Linked DNA regions of Mus musculus: all the other regions are linked to region 1. A link is a contact called in public HiCAR-type and HiChIP or PLAC-seq data. All regions are on one chromosome and are shown on one strand. The core of a region is the stretch at or near the end of the contact, and the rest is flanking DNA. Distances in the headings are between cores, read along the strand shown. Region 1 has its middle 52 kb from the start of Gm30950. Region 2 overlaps Ptch1 (patched 1). Region 3 overlaps Ptch1 (patched 1).

The links. HiCAR-type assays count read pairs that join an accessible place to other places. HiChIP or PLAC-seq counts read pairs in DNA pulled down with a chosen protein or histone mark.
Region 2: an H3K27ac HiChIP or PLAC-seq map of embryonic stem cells shows a contact between it and region 1, with 2.6 times the contacts expected there. The contact joins two enhancer-like sites. A contact is called at or near these places in 1 of 484 Hi-C or Micro-C datasets (cerebellum) and 2 of 115 datasets of contacts at active chromatin or transcription factors (both in embryonic stem cells).
Region 3: a HiCAR-type map of embryonic stem cells shows a contact between it and region 1, with 2.7 times the contacts expected there. The contact joins two enhancer-like sites. A contact is called at or near these places in 4 of 115 datasets of contacts at active chromatin or transcription factors (all in embryonic stem cells).

Annotation. Positions count from the first base shown.
Region 1 is chr13:63,977,361-63,982,449 of GRCm38.p6, reverse strand. No RefSeq gene overlaps it. Among named protein-coding and RNA genes, the nearest start is that of Gm30950, 52 kb to the right of the region's middle. Within about 2 kb of position 1,924, at least 65 of the 459 cell types and tissues checked have an H3K27ac peak or open chromatin away from gene starts, as enhancers often do. A contact at or near this core is called in embryonic stem cells, where this site is marked.
Region 2 is chr13:63,510,922-63,516,010 of GRCm38.p6, reverse strand. Ptch1 (patched 1) reads left to right here. Exons shown (of 24, transcript NM_008957.3): 21 at 1,670-1,769; 22 at 2,196-2,450; 23 at 3,936-4,479; 24 at 4,899-5,089. The coding sequence ends at 4,478. Among named protein-coding and RNA genes, the nearest start is that of Ptch1, 52 kb to the left of the region's middle. Within about 2 kb of position 2,365, at least 15 of the 459 cell types and tissues checked have an H3K27ac peak or open chromatin away from gene starts, as enhancers often do. A contact at or near this core is called in embryonic stem cells, where this site is marked.
Region 3 is chr13:63,528,630-63,533,718 of GRCm38.p6, reverse strand. It overlaps Ptch1 (patched 1), which reads left to right. Exons shown (of 24, transcript NM_008957.3): 14 at 53-455; 15 at 873-1,182. Among named protein-coding and RNA genes, the nearest start is that of Ptch1, 35 kb to the left of the region's middle. Within about 2 kb of position 3,133, at least 27 of the 459 cell types and tissues checked have an H3K27ac peak or open chromatin away from gene starts, as enhancers often do. A contact at or near this core is called in embryonic stem cells, where this site is marked.

The sequences.
Region 1 (5,089 bases), core at 675-3,174:
AAGAGCAGCAGGGCTATGGGTTAGAGAATGGCTGGTTTGGTAGGGTCAGGAAGGGCCACTGTCTGAGGCTGTTGCAGGAAGAGATGGTGGCTGGAGCCAGCGTTGGCTGTAGTGATGTAAGACCATCACACAGTGGTGGTATCAGTAGAACCAGGTTTAGCTTGAGGAGGAAGGGACAGGGTTTAGACTCCAAGATGTAAACATAACCAGGTTGGGGGTATGGCTCAATTAGTAGAACGCTTACTTCGCATACGTCAAACCCTGGGTTCCATTCTCAGTACTGCATAAATTGGGTTTGGTAGCCCATGCACCGGGGAGATAGAAGCAGGAGGGTCGGATGATCAAGGTCATCCTTGGCTACATAGCAAGTTCAAGGTCAGTCTAGGATACATGAGATTCCTAGTAACAATGTTTAATCTCATTGACTAGATAACACACGAGTACTACAGATCTGCTGTTGAGGGTTCATCCTCCACCTCTTGCCACCTATGCCATGGGTGATAACACCCTATAGAGTGGCTTATGTACCTGGTACCCTTAGTCTTCACAGCCATCCAATGAGGGCAGCTGGGTCATGATGCCTATGCTGCAGGGGAGGAAGGTAAGAGGAGGATGAGCGGAGGATCTGAGGTCACAAGGAAAATGGCAGCAGCTGTGTGCTGAAGCTTGTTTTACTTGTTTTCCTAATTGCACAATGCCTGGCCATCACAGTTCTCGTTCCCAACTTGATGACCAGACTCACCCTGGGATACTTGTTAACCATGTGCATTGCCAGACTCCACCCCAGACATGCTGGTGCAGTCAGATGGGGTCCTAGAATGTGACCTAGTGACAAAGACTGTCAACGGGTCTCTTTGGCAAAGACTGACCCTGTGCTGGCAGGTGGAGAATGTTGCAAGCCAACATTGCCACTTTATTGCTGGACCTTAGGAAAGCCATTACATTCAGTATCTCAGTACTCTTAATTTGTCTTTCTTCCCCTCTCTCTGTTTGATTTTTTATTTATACAACTTATCACAATCTGGCATTTTATTATTTAAAAATTTAAAATTTTATTTTTTATTTATGTGGGTTTGTATACACAAGTGTGTACCGGTGGCTGTGTAGGCCAGAAGAGGACTCCAGATCTCCTGGAACTGGAGTTATAGGTGATTGTGAGTCACCATGTGGATGCTGAAAATCAAACTTTTGTCTTTTGTAAGAGAAGCAAGTGCTCTTAATCCCTGGGCCATCTTTCCAGTTCCCTGACGTGTTATTACTTTATGAATGATTTGACATCTTCTGGTCCCTGTAGAATATAAGCCACTTTGTTCAGCCTCCACTGGAGGACCACAACAACATTGCTAAGGGCTCCTGCTACTGTTTTGTCTGTCCCTCCTCCAGTCTCCAACTAAATCTGGGTGATTTGTATAAAATAGTCGTTGGGGCAAGAATGGCTGGCCGGTCCTGCTGGCACCTCCTTCCTGCCTGTCTTTAGCTTCCAGGGACAGATCTTCACTTTTGTTAGTCACTCCAAATACCCCTCAGTTCCCAGGACACATTTCCTTGGGGTGTCAGTACTGTTTGTCTAGGGGTGAGGTAGAGGTCACACCCTAGTGATTGCTTCCCTGTCTACTCCCTTCCCTGAACTTCCCTAGAGCCTTTGAGTTGTATCCACTTGCTGGTCTAGAGAAAGACGTGAGAAGGGCTTTTGTGGTCGTTGTGCCCTGATCTGGGGTAGAAGGCAGGAGAAATTTCCTGGGCAGGAAGGTAGGCGCCTGCTCTGCTTCCTTGGTGGGGAGCAGCTGTGGGATGGTCAGGGGGAGTGGAGATGACTGGGAGGTCCTTGCAGGAGGGTTTGGGCTGCTCCCTGGGTGGGCCCAGCCAGCAGAGCCTCACTGTATTCTGTGCAGTTGAAAGAAAGCTGCAGGGTGGAGGGAACCTTGTGGCTCAGGGCCTCAACCACGGGTTATGCCACACATGGCTAAAGTACACAACTATTAGCAATCAAGGCAGGACCTCCCTGCGAGGGAAAATGACACAGGGGTTACTTCTCTGTAAACATCCCGGTTTCTTTTAGGGGTTGTCTTTCCTCCCTTTGAGAAGTTGCAAATGTGCCCATTGAGAGCTTCAGCTCTCAGCTCACACGTGGGGGAGGAGGGTCACACATAAACACTCTTCCAAAACAGAAAAAACCCCAAACACCATGGGGACTGCCAGCAGCCTGTGTCCCGAAGTTGAATCTGCTGGACACAGAGCACCAAAAAGTGCTTGAATAACAAAGGGGTTGCTGGGAGAACAACAGCATCCCGCAGCTGCTTGCGTGGATGAAGTCTTTTCAGCTGCATTGTCTGGGCACCTTTGTCTCAAGGGCTACTTTGAATAGAATATAGTATTTGAGCACTGCTGTGAGGGAACAAATTTAAATCACAAGGGTAACCTGGCAGCATCTTTGGAGGACAGAGACTTCGGGGCCTTTTTAGAAGCCTCCATCTTGCCAGTCTTCACAGCTTACATAGTTGTAAGTTGTTCCTCTCTACCTGGCAATTTGGTAGCAGTGGCTCTGGAAACATTTTGAACATTGTGTGAATGGCTAGTGAGCTTGTGAGCTTCAGAGACCCTCCCCCAGCCTAAGCAGTCAAGGCAGTTTCTGGGTGCTTTTAAGTATGGATGAGCCAGGGGCTCAATCAAGTCTCCTGCTCACAGGAGCTCACAGGTTTAACTCTCAAGTCACCTGATGACCCAGGCCTTAGCCTGTCTCATTGTTATCAGGGGAATTAAGGTTCCCGCTGGGGGTTCTTAGTCTTGGTAACAAAATAAGTTAAAAACAGAATAAGAAGGAAGCCCCAGGATCATTTATTAGAGTTTGAAAGAAAAACAACAGGGCTGGCAAGCTGCTAATCTGTGCAGCTGTTAGGATGGAGAGAAAGGTGGGAAAGTACGCCTTGTTGATTTAGGTTGGCAATGAAGGTAGCAAGCAGCTGCATGGTGGAAGACAGGAAGGGTTTCAGAGAAAAAAAGAGAGAGAGAGAAAGCCCAGAGTGTCAGGGGAAACAGAGATTAGGGTTTTGGCCAACATCTGAAAGATAAAGGTAGGAAGAAAAAAAAAAGGGGGACCTCGAGCTGTTTTTAAGGATAGTGCTGCAGAGAGGGGGTGGGTGGGTCTGGTACATTATCTCACTGAGGGCACAGTTATTTTTCCCATCTCAAACCCCATGGCTGGAATGCAAAAGTTCCCACCTGAGGCCCTCCAACTCGGATACTCTTAGAGCTTGCCTTTCGTGTTCATGGGATCTGCCACGGTGTGAATCTGCTTCTTTCCTCCCTGCAGAAAGGTAGCAACTGGACACCTCCCACAGTACACCCTTTTGCTCAGGGACACAAGCCTGTCTGTGCTACACAGCGGGTACCAGGGCTGAGCAGGAATGAAGATATGCACCAGGCCTTATGACAAATGGGGCTTCTACAGTCTCCTGGGTAGCCATACACATTTTTCAAATGTTCACAGATTTCTTTTTTCCATCTAAAAGTTCCTGGTTTTGAAAATATTGTTTAGACTTAAAATGCACCTTAGAGTCACTGTGCCAACCCGTGTGCATGCTCCTGTGGAGGTCAGTGGAGGAAGCCAATGTCCTGCTCTTCACTGTTCATGTTCCACCAGCTGTGCTTGTTTGTTTGGGCTTCCAGAATGCTCACCTAAGCCGGGCGGTGGTGGCGTACGCCTGTAATCCCAGCACTTGGGAGGCAGAGACAGGTGGATTTCTGAATTCGAGGCCAGCTTGGTCTACAGAGTGAGTTCCAGGACAGCCAAGACTGCACAGAGAAACCATGTCTCGAAAAACAAAAAACAAAAGCAAAAAACCAGAATGCTCACCCATGCTTGCCAGTCACTCCACCAACTGAACCCCAGCCTCAGCCCTGTAACTTTTTTTTCCCCGATTTTCAGCAATGTATTCAGCCTATCAGGACCCTTTCCATAAGAAATACTTCAGGCTTCTACTTCCCAAGAGCCCCTGAATTCTGCATTGTGTATCTGCTAGGCAGCCTGTCCAGTCCCGAGCTTCATCTCTCTGCATCCTTGATCAGATCAGTAACCACCTCTGCAGGTGACTTCTACTTTTAGCTGTGCTATGACGCTCCTTCTGTGTTCTCTTGTCTATATGACTATCTCTTTCTCTCTCTCTTTTTTCCTCTCTCTTATAGTTTATAACACTTTCCACAAAGCCATAGCACTTGAGCTGTTAACCAACCAGCCGGTCTCTCCTCGCCCTCAGTATTTGGGATGATTTCCTTCCTAAATGAAGGCACATCTGGCAAAGTCTCCCATCTTCAATGCAGAATAAGTGGACAACTTTTCAGCTTTTGCTTTCTAGAGCTTCAGAACCCAGCCTGGGGATGAGCCACTCTGAATGATCAGATATAGGTCCTCTGGTGAGGTGCTTACTCAAGTCTTTGCTGAAAGTCCTCACACTGAGGTCTATGGGAAACACTCCATGTGCTGTCTGAAAGAATACACGTTGATCCGTCTCAGAAGATGTCCTCTGGGGCTGGGCAAGTGGCTCGGTCAGTGAAGTGCTTGACACACAGCATAGGGACACCCAGCATGGAGACCCAAGTTTGATCCCCAGAACCCATGTTAAAATGCCGATGCACCTTTGTAATCTCAAGTCTTGGGGAGGTAGAGACAAGAGGATCTCTGAGACTCACTGTCCAGCAGCCCCCCATAATGAGCTAGCTCAAAAACAAACAAAACAAAACAAAACAAAACAAAACAAAAACAAACCCCACCGCCACCACCACCACCACCAATCCCAAGGTAGAAGGCACCTTTGGAGGGTCTAAGATTGATCTCTGACCTCCTTACATATGTACACATATGTACCCATGCACCTGAACATACATGAACACTCCCACATGGAAAATGTTCTCTGGCTATAATAGAGAAAAGATAGAATTGGGGTAGAGAGACTCTCAGGTGTCTATGTGAAAGGAAGAACTGAGACTCAGGTTGACAAACCCAGCTAGACAATGAGGGATACCACACCTGTTGCACCCCTGGGCAAAAATGGTTTCATTCCCAGGTTGATCTCTGAGGGTCTCATGGGTGAAG
Region 2 (5,089 bases), core at 1,116-3,615, 470 kb after region 1:
AGATATAGCTCTCTAAGCAGTTCAAAGCCGAGAGAAAGTTGGGTGTGCGGAGACCTTGCAGGTCAAGTCAGCTGAGGAGCTGGAGCACGGGTTTACATAGGATACTAAGGAACACAACCTAACCGCTCATCCTGTCCTCGCTGGGCCTGCTCATTCCCTCCCAGAGAGATCATGGTTTCTGTTTCAGGCACTTAGAAGGGCTTCCCATTTTCTAAAATAGGATGGATAAAGTCCTCACTGGAGTTGAATAAATGAGCAGACTCTGTATACATGAAGCCGTCAGAAATCTAATTGGTCTGTTTATGTTGCAGCTAGATGGATGGGATGCAAATGTCTTAATGCCTGCCGTTGATATATGCCTCCACCAAAAGTTCCACAGTTTATGTTAGAGCAAGACATTGGCAGCTTGGGTTTTTACTAATGCAACTCAGCAGGTTTTAGTGTTTACAATAGCTGTAAGGTATTTGTATTTTTATAGGGATTCTCTCTCCTTTCATCTAATGTCAAAACATGCGTAGACATGGCATTGTAGGGGAGCTGTTCAGTTTTATGATCCAGGGGACCATTAACAGATAGATATCTAGCCGTCCCTCTCTCTTTCCAGGACATCCTAACCCCAGCCCCCAGCCCCCACCTTTCCATCAAAGCCCTAGAAATCATTAGTTCCAGAAAAGCATCCTTGCGTGGAGTGTGCGCCCTCCAGCTGTGCAGAGTGCTGACCAGAGGCGGGCCCTGGCTGACAGGTTTACCTTGGTATTCTTGAAGGATCCCAGACCTTTAGCCCTCAATGGTGGGAACGCAGAACTCACTGTTCACTCTCCCTCTTCTACCATGGTGCTTCAGCCTTTATGTTTGAATTGGCTGACGCAAAACAAGAGTATTCAAAGATGCTAAATTGTTCAACAAAAGATTGGCCTGCAGAGCAGCCCTGCCATTGTGGAGTGCCCTCGCCCTGCACAATGCCCCGGCTCTCACAGAATGGGCAGCGTTTTCTTTGCAGAAAGCTGGTTCCTGTGTTCTAAAAAGGTTGCAATTGGAGCTGTTTGGTAAAACTGGAACCCAGAGAAATTCTAGGCAGAAAGTTGTGCTTAATGAAAGCCCAGGGAAAGCCTTACCTGATGCACTAGAGACTTAATTAGAGATTCTGCTGTAAGAGGCAGGGGCATTTCACAGTGGATTAGCTGCCTGCAGAAGTGGGCTGCTTTTCCTCCTGCGCCAAATTGTTTAAATTCTACGCCCTGTACTTCATTTGTTTGCTTCTGCTGGGTTCTCGAGAGGGGCCCCTCGCCCAGCATTGTATCTGTACTTTCAGGGTGCTCAGCCATTCAGCTCACATTCCATATTCCTGTGTTGGTGTAACACGTTCATAAATAACATCACAGGCAGGAGATTTCATCAAATTAACAATTTTTTCCCCTTCCCTTCATGAAGTAACGCTGCAGGGTGTGGAGGAATCTAGTCCTCAGAGCCGCAAGGATAAATAAAAAAAAAAAAAGAGCAAAATCCCAAACTAATCTATGCTAAGTTTGAACTAGTGTTTTGTGGTTGACTTCTCAGCCCAGCAGGTTTGTTGAGCTGAGCTCTTAGTGCAGAGTAACCTTTGGGCGCCCGGGGGCGTGGAATGCTCTCCTTCCTCGCTGACATGTCCCATATCCCTTTTGTCTTCCAGATACTTCTTTGCCGTCCTGGCCATTCTCACCGTCTTGGGGGTTCTCAATGGACTGGTTCTGCTGCCTGTCCTCTTATCCTTCTTTGGACCGTGTCCTGAGGTCAGTGATTGCCCCCCAATGCCACCCCGGATTGAGATATTCAGGTGTTGCCATATTAGCAGATGGTCTGGGCTTTTCGGTCAACATCCATTAACAATGGCTGTTTCATTTTTCCCTTTGACTGTTTTACACCAATGGATGGGCAGCTTAGGAAGGTTTTCGACCTCAGATAACTGTTTGGGCTTAACAGGACAGACAAGATAGGTAGCCGATGTCTGGCTTCTCTGGTATTAGAAGTTGGGACAATGTTTTTGTGCCAGAATCGTGAGTGTCTTCCAGATAGCAGGGAGACGGGAAGTAAATACAGTTTAATGTATGGGGTTCCCCTACGAGGTCACAGAGGCCAATAATCCTGGGCTTTGAACTTTGAAAGTGACCTGCGGGTCAACAAACGTAACATTTTTAATTGGAAACCTCCTTCAACAGGTGTCTCCAGCCAATGGCCTAAACCGACTGCCCACTCCTTCGCCTGAGCCGCCTCCAAGTGTCGTCCGGTTTGCCGTGCCTCCTGGTCACACGAACAATGGGTCTGATTCCTCCGACTCGGAGTACAGCTCTCAGACCACGGTGTCTGGCATCAGTGAGGAGCTCAGGCAATACGAAGCACAGCAGGGTGCCGGAGGCCCTGCCCACCAAGTGATTGTGGAAGCCACAGAAAACCCTGTCTTTGCCCGGTCCACTGTGAGTCACCTGGGGGGTTGGCAAGGGGGGGGGGGCGGTGGGGAAGATTCATTTGTCCTGTGGCAGTGGGCCAGGAGGTTCGGAGCAGGCTCTTGTGTACTCTGAGCAGCAGATCTAGTAGACAGATGGGGTGCAAGAAAAAAGTGTACACGCCGGGGTCAAATCACAGGAAACCACCAGCGCGCCATTCTTTGTAGACTGTAGGATGTGTTTCCTTTTAATCTTGTGGACTGAACCGGGGCAGTGCCAGCATTGTTACAAGGAGGCATAGTTTAGTGGTGAAGCGCTTGCCTGGAATTCCCAAAGCCCAGGGGCTCATCCCCAGCCCTACCCTTATTCAGAATGGACTCAGCTTTTTAGGGCCTTTATCTCCTTTTGCCCTATCTGTCCTTTCAGAAGGACATGTGAGGAGATGATGTAACAAACAGCGTAGTATTCCACCACAAGAAGCATTTATTCTTTTCCTCTCGTCTCTGGTACCTTTAAGTGGCCTTGGCACAAAGTTATTTAATTACTATCTAAGGCTTTCCCGTAGCTTTGTGGCTTCAGGGTCTTATTGTTGTAGATGGCTGGAGATCTATTGAAAGTATGCAGACGCATCCTGAGTACTTAATTCCAGAAGGTAGTGAGGAGTCCACAGGTTCCTTCCTTACCCGCACCCCCACCCTCCAAGTCAAGATGCTCCACCTTGAAGAGTTAAGGAAGGCTCCAAAACTCTGGCTTGCCTGAGGCCCCCACCATGTTTACAGGAAATGTGTATTCCAGTCCCAGGCTAGAGCAGCCTTCCTTGAAGGAGAGAAGGGCTGGCCAGTGAATTGTGTCCCCGTCCTCTGTCCACCCCCCCCCCCCAACACACACACACACACACACACACACACACACACACACCCGTGACGATGCCCTGCTGAGCTGTAGTGTGAATCTGGTTCTGTTCAGCAGGAGCCTAAAAATAGGTACAAGCTCACCGACTTTGAAGTTGGTCACGGTCCTTTTGATTGATGTGGCCACTGTGTTGCTCCGAGCTTTGTACAGAGGACCCAGAAACCAGATTCCTAATAGTCAGGCAGAGATGTATTGCCTAACAGAACTATCTGTGTGGAAGTTTTTGCTCTGCTCTTACAGTACATTTGCTTCTGGCCACACCTGGCTTAGGGCTGGGGACAGGTGAAAACAACACTAATATGACCCAGAAACAGGAGCCTTATACTTCTAAAAGCTACTATTTATGGTTGCATATTTCCAAGACACCCAGGCTCTTGGCTATCCAGGCCTTGGCAGTTTTGAGGCAGAGAACTTAGGCCTGGGGGCAGTTGGTTGTGAGGGTAAGTTGAGATCTATGGGCAGTGGCTATATGCCTCCAGCCAGCTGTGCAGGTGCAGGCAGGATTCACATCCTGGAGGTTTCTAAAGGAATAGGTTTTCTTTTGTGGGTGGAACATCACCACCATCCTACCTCCCTGTGTTGACCTATGTCTCTCCTCTGCAGGTGGTCCATCCGGACTCCAGACATCAGCCTCCCTTGACCCCTCGGCAACAGCCCCACCTGGACTCTGGCTCCTTGTCCCCTGGACGGCAAGGCCAGCAGCCTCGAAGGGATCCCCCTAGAGAAGGCTTGCGGCCACCCCCCTACAGACCGCGCAGAGACGCTTTTGAAATTTCTACTGAAGGGCATTCTGGCCCTAGCAATAGGGACCGCTCAGGGCCCCGTGGGGCCCGTTCTCACAACCCTCGGAACCCAACGTCCACCGCCATGGGCAGCTCTGTGCCCAGCTACTGCCAGCCCATCACCACTGTGACGGCTTCTGCTTCGGTGACTGTTGCTGTGCATCCCCCGCCTGGACCTGGGCGCAACCCCCGAGGGGGGCCCTGTCCAGGCTATGAGAGCTACCCTGAGACTGATCACGGGGTATTTGAGGATCCTCATGTGCCTTTTCATGTCAGGTGTGAGAGGAGGGACTCAAAGGTGGAGGTCATAGAGCTACAGGACGTGGAATGTGAGGAGAGGCCGTGGGGGAGCAGCTCCAACTGAGGTGTGTGCCAGAGGTATCCCCGTGGTGCTTCCAAGGGCCATCTGAGCGGTGGCCCAAACTAGACCCTGGGGGACCTTTTATTCCCAAGGCAAAGCTGACGAGGCCAAACTCATCCTTAGAGTAACAATACCGTTCTAAACTGGATCTCCCCCCCCCCCCACCCTGCTATTAATCCCTTAGAATGCCAGTTTAATAGTTTAACCTTGTACCTGTTTGCTGGGCACTTACAGCAGAGTTCTAACAACCATGCAGATGACTTTACAGGGTGGGGAAAAAAATGATGAAATGAGTTTAGCACCCCAGTCAGAGTTTCAGGGCTCTCAGCTGCCCACTGGGAGTAAAGAGCTGTGCTGTGTAAGGCTCACAGTTCAGTGTGGTAGTGACCATAATGTGACCTCCTTTTTTGTTCTCTTTTAAAGGGTAATTAAAATCTGAAGCAAAGAGGCCAAAGATTGGAAAGCCCCGCCCCCACCTCTTTCCAGAACTGCTTGAAGAGAACTGCTTGGAATTATGGGAAGGCAGTTCATTGTTACTGTAACTGATTGTATTATTTTGTGAAATATTTCTATAAATATTTAAAAGGTGTACACATGTAATATACATGGAAATG
Region 3 (5,089 bases), core at 1,884-4,383, 450 kb after region 1:
TGGGTGATGTATGTACTACACACTATGGTGCTGTTTATCTTTTGTCTTTCAGCCCCTGTGTCAGCAGGGTGATTCAAGTTGAGCCACAGGCCTACACAGAGCCTCACAGTAACACCCGGTACAGCCCCCCACCCCCATACACCAGCCACAGCTTCGCCCACGAAACCCATATCACTATGCAGTCCACCGTTCAGCTCCGCACAGAGTATGACCCTCACACGCACGTGTACTACACCACCGCCGAGCCACGCTCTGAGATCTCTGTACAGCCTGTTACCGTCACCCAGGACAACCTCAGCTGTCAGAGTCCCGAGAGCACCAGCTCTACCAGGGACCTGCTCTCCCAGTTCTCAGACTCCAGCCTCCACTGCCTCGAGCCCCCCTGCACCAAGTGGACACTCTCTTCGTTTGCAGAGAAGCACTATGCTCCTTTCCTCCTGAAACCCAAAGCCAAGGTAACTCTCCACTGTGTGTGGCTTCCTGCCGTGAAATATATGTGAATGATTGGCATCTTTTGGATCCATCACCATGTGCATGTGTGCTACAGGGCAGGTCCACCAGAGTCAGACTGCAAAGCTCAGGACCACTTTAATGAGCAGGTTCCTACAGGGAAAGGTTCCATGGAGCAGATATTAATATGAATATAGAGAAGCTCCTTACTTTGTAAGCATTTTTCTTCTTCATGCGATTATCTAAAAAGAAGATTTAGTGTGGCTTTATGTTTTTCCTGCTGAAAGACTGACTCCCTAATATGCCGTGCTCAGCCTGGGCTGATATGTAGAAGGAAGTAAAGACATCGGTCGGTACCGGTCTAGGAGAAATCAGGAATGTTCTTCTGGGTCTCATCCAGTGCTCTCCTTTGTCTGTTACAGGTTGTGGTAATCCTTCTTTTCCTGGGCTTGCTGGGGGTCAGCCTTTATGGGACCACCCGAGTGAGAGACGGGCTGGACCTCACGGACATTGTTCCCCGGGAAACCAGAGAATATGACTTCATAGCTGCCCAGTTCAAGTACTTCTCTTTCTACAACATGTATATAGTCACCCAGAAAGCAGACTACCCGAATATCCAGCACCTACTTTACGACCTTCATAAGAGTTTCAGCAATGTGAAGTATGTCATGCTGGAGGAGAACAAGCAACTTCCCCAAATGTGGCTGCACTACTTTAGAGACTGGCTTCAAGGTAGAACTGTGGCAGGCGGCCATTGCCTTGCACATTTCTGTCATTCTTGGGTCTTACTCATGATTCCCTTTCTGAGCACCCTGCGAAGGTGTTCTGTCATAATGGAACAGCATGAGTTTCTTATTGCTCTCTCTCTCTCTCTCTCTCTCTCTCTCTCTCTGTCTGTCTGTCTGTCTGTCTCTGTCTCTGTCTCTGTCTCTCTTTGTTTCTCTTTGAGACAGGATTTCTCTGTGTAGCCCTGGCTGTCCTGGAACTCAACTCTGTAGACCAGGTTGGCCTTGGACTCTCAGAGATCCTCCTGCCTCTGCCTCTGCCTCTGCCTCTGCCTCTGCCTCTGCCTCTGCCTCTGCCTCTGCCTCTGCCTCTGCCTCTGCCTCTGCCTCTGCCTCTGCCTCTGCCTCTTGAGTGCTGGGATTAAAGGTGAGCACTACCACATCGAGCCAGTTTTTTAAGATGTAGAGTGTGTGTGTGTGTTTTGCCTGCATATATGTATTGTATCTGTATCACTTATGTGCCTGATGCCTGAGTTCAGAAAAAATATTGGATTCCTTGGAACTGGAGTTGTGGGTACTGAGAACCAAACCCAGATTCTCTGCAAGAGCAGGAAGCACTGAGAGCCTCTCCAGTCTTGTTTTATATGAAGCCCACTTCTCTGGCAACCTCCCAGCTCTGGCTTTTTGTAACTATCTGAGCAAGAGCCTGTTAACTCATTTAGGAACATACAGTAGGGAAAGGCAGTTCGAACCAGGGAGCCTGGATGCTTCTGTTGCTCTTTTCTTCTGGATGGCAGCTGGTTTGGTGGCCAAGTGAAAATTAGAGTATTTGGTGGGATCTCTGAGCTGTCTGCTAAATTACAGCCTACTGTAGCCGTGGATTTTGGGTCAGCTGTTGTGTATTTTGACTGTCTTTTCAAAGTTCACCCATATACTTTGGGCCCAGAGCAAATTTGAGTGGAAGGTATAGAGAAGGTTTGCTCTCCCCAAGCCACCTCCCCGTGTGTCAACATCCAACACTAAAGTGGTCTGTGTGCTTTACCCTTCCAACTGACCATAGACATCATTGACTTCCAAAGAGCCTTATATGGACAGGCCATCCTTCCATCTGGCGATGAACTTAAAAATACTTTGCTACATCCTCGTATTTCACAAAAAGGCAAATCCTACCCCCTCCCCCTTCTCCATTTTATCTGTCCATTTGTGTGTGAGGGTGTGTGTGCACCATAGTATCCATATTGAGATGGACCCAAAGACAACTAACTGTCCTCTTTCCACCATGTTGGTCCTGCAGATCAAACTCCTCCGGTTTGGTGACAAGCACCATCCTAGACACATCTCTAGGAAATATTAGTTGGCAGGGGAACGCTATAAGATGGTCCGAATTTGCTTGTAACTACACGCTGACTGAATACGAATGGCGTTCAGTGGTTCCCAAAACATCTGTTCATGTTGACATGCGCAAATAACAGTAGACAATCAGGACGATTATCCACACAATTCAAGCAAAATTACTCTTACTGGAGTACCCAAATAATTCTGACTCCAGTATTTGTTGGCTTAGATTATCCCAGTGGCTGTCTTAATTTCCCACTTAATTAGGCTTGTTTAAACACATATTTAAGTGCCCCTCTTTTTGTCTTAAGACAGCCACTTTCCCTTTGAGTTTGCATTAGGCGATAAACAACTTGATTTGACAGGAATTGGTGTTGAGCAGTGACTAGAATTTGCCCATACCTGTGCGCCATGTCCGACTTTGGGAGATGGTGGAGAAAGCATAACTTTACCCTGGAGAGTAACTTGAATTCCCTTGACTTTTTAGTTTCTTACTCTGTTTCACAAGGCATTGTTTTTTAAGTAGTGAATTAACAAAGAGCCAAACTGTTGAGAGAGTCTCTGCTTTTCCACAGTCCCCTCCCCATCCCAACTTTCACCAAAGACATGCAAATAACTTGCCACCAATGACAAAGAAGTCTGCTGTGCTGAGTGGAGGAGGGTGTTGTAGAATGCTCTCTCCAGTGTCTTCCCTTTGGTGAGGTAGGCCAAGGTTGAGAAGGGCAAGCACACGGAAGACCCAAATCATTCAGATGTATAGATATCGGTATATTTGAACCACATTGTGGCTGCTAAGCAAACAACACCCAGCCCCAGACATTTGTGCCCATGCGTGCTAAGATGGCAGGATACCATGCAGCCCTGGGGCTGTAATGCCTTCTGGATCCTACAGAGCACTGGTCACAGACACCAGGGCTCTAGCTTGCAGAGGCATTATTTAGACCTCCTGAGTGGTTGGTTACTTGGGTCTTTGAACATTTCTTCCAAATTCTTGTTTATGCTTTTGAAGTCCGTTAAACTTTGCCAGCTCACTGGTGTCTGTCAACACTCCAATAGTTACTTTGTTTTTTTCTCAGTCCTAAAACATACTTAATGGCTAATACAGGCCATTTTGAAAGTCAGCCCTGGGTTAGAACCCAGGAAAGCACTCTCCCTTTGAGAAATAATATCTCGATCTCTCAGGACATCTGTGGTAAAGTTGGAGATGAAATCTAATTGCTTCATGTACAGGGGGTGTTCATTTTTTATTCACACTGACTTACATGAACAAAATACATTATCATTTCATTTCTAGGAGCTTATATACTTGGGTAATTTCCTTTAGCCTAGACTCAAAATAATTTTCCGTGTAAAGTGTTTCTAGTTAAAGAACTGCAGCTGAAATGTAAGGGTTTGCAGTAAACTGTTGGAATGTAAATGTCAGCCAAGGGGCAAGTGTTTGGTGTACAGCCTGTGGAAGTTCAGATTTTCAGTGGTCAGTCAGAAAATACTAAAGGGGCCCTGAAAGAACTTTACTGTTGGTGACCATAGCTGGAGAGCACATTAGGGCTAGCATTGTAGGAAATTCATTCTAAGTTGGTGGCAGGGCACATGCACAGATCCCTAGGTATTGCAGAAGTCTCTGTGACTATACCTTTGCAAATATACTCTCAGTTACCTGCTTTGACAGCAGATGCTGCTAAGCTTCTGGTATTTTCCATGTATTTTGCAATTACTTCTAACAGCACACTGTACCTGTGAAAACCCACTCTAAGTAATACATGTGGAGTATGGCTGGCCTTAGGCTGCCTGGGCTCAAAGCTTAGCTGTGACTTGTCACCAGGCTCAGTCCTCTCATCTGTAAAATGGGAATCATGATTGGTTCTCTCAGGAGGTAAGCAGCTGAAGGCTGACTACCTGGAGCCAAGAGGCCCACATAAGTCTGAAGTAATAAAAGCTCTCCTCTCTCCTTGCTTGGAAAACAGACCAGGATTCTTGTAGGGGGTTGGGGGACCAGTTGTCTTTCTCTGTTTATTTTATTTTTCCAGAGTGGGAGTGGGGAAGAGCTTTGGGTCTTAAAATAACATCTGTGTAGAGTAGTGCTGCCTCTCTGTGCAAACCTGTGAAAAGCTGTGGGAGAGATTGCCACCCCGGTGGTCCCTCTACCCAGGGCCTGTAGGTGACCCAGCCTACTTCCTAAAAACAAAGCCCACTGCATAACAATGCTGGAGGGAGGCTTTTGTTAAAAAGGCTGCTCCAACTCTCCCCTCTCTCTATTCCCAAACACCTCACTGTGCTAAGCATTCACAGACCGTGTGTTTTTGTTGTTGTTGTTGTTATTTAGTTTGTTTTAGTTTCTGAAGTGCCCTTAGGCAAGTCCTGAAATGGAATAAAATGTATCTGAGTAGATGTGTCTGCTGCAGGGGGTATCTTGAGCAGCTGGGACTTGGGGGGTCTACTTGGGAGGTGTCTGGTGTGCAGTGAGGCTGGTGGGGGTATTGGGGAGAGCACCCCCCAGGCAGTGCTCAGCTCCAAGTCTGGGTCACCAGGGCCCTGTCTTCTCTTCCAGCATGCTTACCTCTTTACAGCTGTAGCCAAAC